2 separate regions of the Mus musculus genome follow, and region 1 is linked to region 2. A link is a contact called in public promoter capture Hi-C data. All regions are on one chromosome and are shown on one strand. The core of a region is the stretch at or near the end of the contact, and the rest is flanking DNA. Distances in the headings are between cores, read along the strand shown.

Region 1 (2,700 bases), core at 8-2,507, 120 kb before region 2:
TGGTGTACAGAGTGAGTTCCAGGACAGCCAGGGCTATATATAAAAACCCCATCTCGAAGCCCCCCTCCCAGAAAAAAAGAATGTATACCCAGTAGACTAGTACTCAGCCGTCCTGAGCCATAGAGAATACAGAAGAATACAGAAACCCTTTCTTTAATTTGCAATTGATATGGATCAACCTTGAATACCTTATGTTAAGTGTGAATTAAGGAGGCTTTGCAAATATAGATACTAGATGTTCTCAGTTATGTGACAACTCAGCCTAGTCAGTCACCAGAGGTGGGGGTATGTGTGTGTGTGGGGGGGGGGGTAAGTAGAGGAGCTGTGGATCAAGGGTACAAAGTTCTAGACATCTACTCCACAGCAGTATGACACAAGTGGGAACACTCAATTGAATGATCAGCATTTGCTAAATGGATAGATGGACAGGATCCTCACCATGCATGACCCCACCCCCACTCCTTTTTTACAAGATTAATTAATTTTTTTGTGCTCTCCTGTGTGATTTTTAAGTGCAGCACATGTGTGCAGGTGCCTACAGAGGCCAGAGGAGGCCATGAGATGCCTTGGCACTGAGGTTGCAGATGCTTGTGAGTGGCCCAGTGTGCATGCCTACTGATCACTTTCACGTTTACTTCTGACCTGGAGGTTTTCAGGGCCATAACATACTGGCACATCAGTAGGCCTTTTGGATGTATATGCTGAAACCGTTTTACTAACATTGGGCAGGCTTAAGTTATACTTTTATGAGTTTATTGGACATCCCTAAACTGGGCTCATTTTTCTTTGTTACTTTGTAGGTAAGTATTTTCAGCCTTTTGCCTGCCTCCAAGAGCTCTTTGTTGCAGTGGGGCCCTTGACTATAATACTGATTGTGCTTTGCACAGTAGGGACTCCACACACACGCAGAACAACCCAAGGCAGAGCTGGGGCACATAGAGTGCCAAGTGCAAGCCTGTGGCCAGACACAGTTCTCTAGGGCACGGTGCTTCAGATCCTTGTTCTCAAAGTTTTAAGAAACCAGCAAGTGTCACATAGTAGGTAAATCCCTGCTCAGACACAGCCTTTCTTTTCCTGAGGGGTAGCATACAGGTTCATGTAACGGCAGCCATAGTAAAAGCAGGCACGGCTACTTGCTTGCAGACTAAAAAGAAACTTAGTTTCACCCAGATTGTCCTGATCCATCATGTTCTTCCAGCCTTCCTGACTTCCTTTGTTAGATTTCCTGGCTTTGTGTCTGAGATCAGCTAATTCCCGGCACAGTTGGAAATAACCGAATGGCTGTTGATGCTTTTTGAAATTATGATTGAGTCCACAGACTCTTGCACTCAGTGGTTAGTTATTGCCTTGGGTCCAGTGAGGGATGCATGTTACATAACTGCACAGTGCGCATGCATGCATCCTTACCTAAAATACACATCATCGCAGAGTGGCCACCCTTACCACACGCACCAGTGGCTTCTTTGCTATTTCTTTAAAATGTCTATGACTGTGATGAGTTAATGGGACTTAACAAAGGTTTCCAACCACAGTTTAAGAAAGTGGTCTTTAGTTGTATGATCAATCTTTTCACATTTATGACGTGTAAGGGGATATCATCCCACTTGATTCGTGTGTTTTCAGACTAACAGATGGTTCATCACATGCACAGAGTCCTTCGCAACAAGACAATTTCAAGTTGAAACTAGAAGGCTTGTGGGGTTTGATTGTAGGTGTGGGAGGTCAGGATTCACTTCCTGGCTGTGTTCCTTCTGCATGTACTCAACTGTTGAGCCACACGGGGTAGCAAGGTTTCTGATCCCCTTAGGATTCGCACTGGATATTAAATGACTGGGGAAGCAGATTTTACTTGCCCCATTGTATTGTATATAACTTTTGTGGGAACCAGTATGGAGTTGAGGTTGCGTGGTTCATAGGGTTGTTCTGGGGGCTCATCAACCCTGCCTCTCTGCGTCTAAAGAAGCGGCAGATTGTTGGCCCGTCATAGGACTATTTAAAGTTCTCACATGCTGGCTTAGTCGAGGCAAAGGCGGGGACATGTTGACTCTTCACGTCTTGACATTTTCCTTACAGAAACAGCAGTGTGTTTCACCCACCAGCCAAGATGAACATGGTGAAGAGGATCATGGGGCGGCCTCGGCAGGAGGAGTGCAGCCCGCAAGACAACGCCTTAGGCCTGATGCACCTCCGCCGGCTCTTCACCGAGCTGTGCCACCCTCCGAGGCACATGACCCAGAAGGAGCAGGAGGAGAAGCTATACATGATGCTGCCAGTGTTTAACAGGGTAAGTCTGGCTTGCCACAGCATTCCTTCCAGGAGGCCACTGCTGGCGATAACATGGGACCTGTTTTCTTTCTGGGTTTGCAGTAAGTCAGATGTTGAGCACGCATCTGTAGTCATGGCACCAGGGAGAGACTGAGAAGATGGTGGAGGGGCGGGGCTCACGGTCAGCCTGCGCTACAGAGTGAGAGCCACGGCTCCAAAGTGTTTGTTTTCCTTTCCATTTCTGTAGTGAGAGAGGCTGACTCTTCAGCCCTGACACTGGGTTTTAGAAGAGGCAAGATTGTCGGTTGTCCTGTGTTACTCTGTTGCGCAATTGCAAAGCCCTTAGTAATCTTTGAAGTTGTCACAGGTGGCATGGCAGTGCCGCCTTTAACCTTGGCACTCAGAAGGCAGGTAGAACTGGGCTAGCCTGGGCTA
Region 2 (2,700 bases), core at 187-2,686:
ATTCATCTGCAATGATCGTGGCCTCATACCTCGTAAGAATGGAGCCTTTCACACAGATCTTCTTACGGCTTCAGGTAAGACTCAAATTTTATATTTTTTCCCATTCTAATGCTTTCATTAAAAATTGTCTTTCCGGGGCTGGTGAGATGGCTCAGTGGGTAAGGGCACCCGACTGCTCTTCCGAAGGTCTGAAGTTCAAATCCCAGCAACCACATGGTGGCTCACAACCACCCGTAATGAGATCTGATGCCCTCTTCTGGTGTATCTGAAGACAACTACAGTGTACTTACATATAATAAATAAATAAATCTTTAAAAAAATTGTCTTTCCAAAAATGTTATCTTCTAAGGAACACTGAAGCTTTACCGGTAACAAGTTGGTCGTTCAGAATGGAACTGAAATTGTTAGGCTTACATTGATAAATAAACTAGACTTCATTTAGAGCGAACAAGTTCAGGATCCTGTTAAAACATAAATATTCCAGCCAGGGAGAGGGAGTTTTAATTTTTTTTTTAAGTGCGTCCATGCTTAGATTTATTTATTTATTTATTTTATGTATGTGAGTATACTGTAGCTGTCTTCAGACACACCAGAAGAGGGCATCAGATCCCATTACAGACAGTTGTGAGCCACCATGTAGTTGCTGGGAATTGAACTCGGGACCTCTGGAAGAGCAGTCAGTGCTCTTAACCACTGAGCCATCTCTCCAGCCCAGGAGTTTAGTCTTAACCAGTTTTATTCAACAAGTGTTTTATTTTAAAAGCCACTGTTCTGTGTCCATGGTTACAGTCACCCCTCCACAATCTCTCCATGTTCAATGCCTGCTTGGTGAACCCCCACTTTGCCCTGGCCCCTGTTTGGATGTTTGCCAGGACATCAGAGGATAGGGACAAAGCTCTGTTCTGGACTTGCAGGGTTTTAGTTTTAAAAGACCAATAAGCATTGGTCTTAGTGATTGTGAACGATTCTTAGTATTGTGAAACGCTTTTAGAACATGATCAATGTGTCAGAAAGCCACAGATGAGGAGTGGAAGAGGAGGGAGGCTGCTTCAGGAGTTCTGGGGTCCTGCAAACACCCGAACACGTAGCAGAACCTACACAAGACCCCTGGCAGGCAAACACCTGGTGTGGGAGGTGGGGACAGCAAGGGGCAGTGGTCCTCGGCACAGAGTTAGGAAGTAAGAAAGCCCTGAGCAAGGAGTGAAGTGAGCAGGCAGCCTGGGCAGCCACTGGCAGTGGCCTTCGGCATCCTCCTAGTGATTGTCACTAGGATGCACAGCTAGGATGAGAGCTAGAAGCTGACACGTCTAGGGGGCTGCATACGTAAAAGTGCTGGCTAACTTGTTTCATCATTAACCTCTCATAACCTCTACTCCACTCTCATGGCTGTGAAACTTGGATGCCGGGTGGTTAACCTCTATTAACATGGCAGGGAACTCAGGGTATCGACCAGGATCAAATGTGAAAGAATCTGGCTTGGAAACCTGTTACTTTGTAACTAGTGTAAAAGGTAGACTTGGCCAGTCATCCATGTCTGGTTTAGATGAGAGTCTTTCCTCAGGGCTTCGTCGAACTGTGGGAGAATTTTCATCTCCTTCTGGTCTTAATTGTCTCCCTAAAGACTAATATTTTAAGTGTGTTTTTACAATGTTCATATTTGAATTTTGCTTTGACTACAAAACAGACACACTAGGCACCCTTTATAAAGAGTACACTAAAGAGAGAGAGATTGTAAAGTTTTGATTATTTAATGTAGGATGGCAAGAAATCAGAATGGAGCCAAAGGTATTTGAGGTTTTAAAGCCCTTGAACTTGACAGAAACTTTGTGGCTCAGTGCTTCCCCAATAGAGACCTGCTTCCTCCTGCCCACAGGGTGGCCACTTTGACCTGGCAGACCGGATGTTCCACAGTGTCCGTGAGGCCTGGTACTCAGCATCAAAGCACAACATGGCGGATGTGAAGGAACTTATCCCAGAATTCTTTTACTTACCAGAATTCCTGTTCAATTCTAACAACTTTGATCTAGGTACGTAGAAGTGGGACTTCTTAGGAATGTTGGTAGAGGGAGGCCTGTCACTGTTCACAGCGCTGTGATCCACCCTGCTTTACTGACTCCCCTTGAGTGTGCGTGTAAAATGATCTCGTGCCTCCAAAGAGCGAGTTCAGCTGAGTGTCTGTGGGAGATGTAACAGTGATGAGGGCATCGTTCAGTAGTGTGGGTCATGTCGTTTTTGTGAAAACCTATTCATGGTCAAGAGTGGTGTATAATATCTCATGTGTCATTTCAATCTGGAATGTTACCCGAGGCAATATCCCTTTATATGCTCTTGCTTTATAAAACTAGAAGTCCAAAACAGTTTAAATTGCGTTTCTTTAATCTGTGAGTGTCCTATTTTGCAGGGGTTGGGGGAAGTGCTAAATCAGCCAGTCTTGATGGGACTATTTCATGCACCGTGTTTCTTCCGTGACCTGGCAGGCAGAGGAAGGGTGCTTGGCTCCCCGTAAGGTTTCCTAGATCTCGGTTTGCTGATCCATGCTTCTGAGGACATTGTTGAAATCATCAAAATCCCACTGTTTCTGCTTAGGAATATTTCAACCAGATACCCTTCTGTTTTCCTTCCTTAAAAGCCTGTGTGTGTTTATCCGTCACATCTCAATCCCAGTACTTAGGAGATGGGGGGAGGGGCTGCAGAACATGG

What was found. Capture Hi-C pulls out chosen DNA fragments and counts their contacts.
Region 1: a contact with region 2 is called in a promoter capture Hi-C map of liver. The contact joins two enhancer-like sites. A contact is called at or near these places in 2 of 115 datasets of contacts at active chromatin or transcription factors (embryonic stem cells and microglia) and 4 of 9 other capture datasets (adipose tissue, embryonic stem cells, liver and 1 more).

Annotation. Positions count from the first base shown.
Region 1 is chr5:101,980,963-101,983,662 of GRCm38.p6, reverse strand. It overlaps Wdfy3 (WD repeat and FYVE domain containing 3), which reads left to right. Exons shown (of 67, transcript NM_172882.3): 4 at 2,074-2,284. The coding sequence starts at 2,105. Among named protein-coding and RNA genes, the nearest start is that of Gm42135, 35 kb to the right of the region's middle. Within about 2 kb of position 1,257, at least 20 of the 459 cell types and tissues checked have an H3K27ac peak or open chromatin away from gene starts, as enhancers often do. A contact at or near this core is called in liver, where this site is marked.
Region 2 is chr5:101,857,792-101,860,491 of GRCm38.p6, reverse strand. Wdfy3 (WD repeat and FYVE domain containing 3) reads left to right here. Exons shown (of 67, transcript NM_172882.3): 54 at 1-74; 55 at 1,874-2,027. Among named protein-coding and RNA genes, the nearest start is that of Gm20548, 33 kb to the right of the region's middle. Within about 2 kb of position 1,436, at least 4 of the 459 cell types and tissues checked have an H3K27ac peak or open chromatin away from gene starts, as enhancers often do. A contact at or near this core is called in liver, where this site is marked.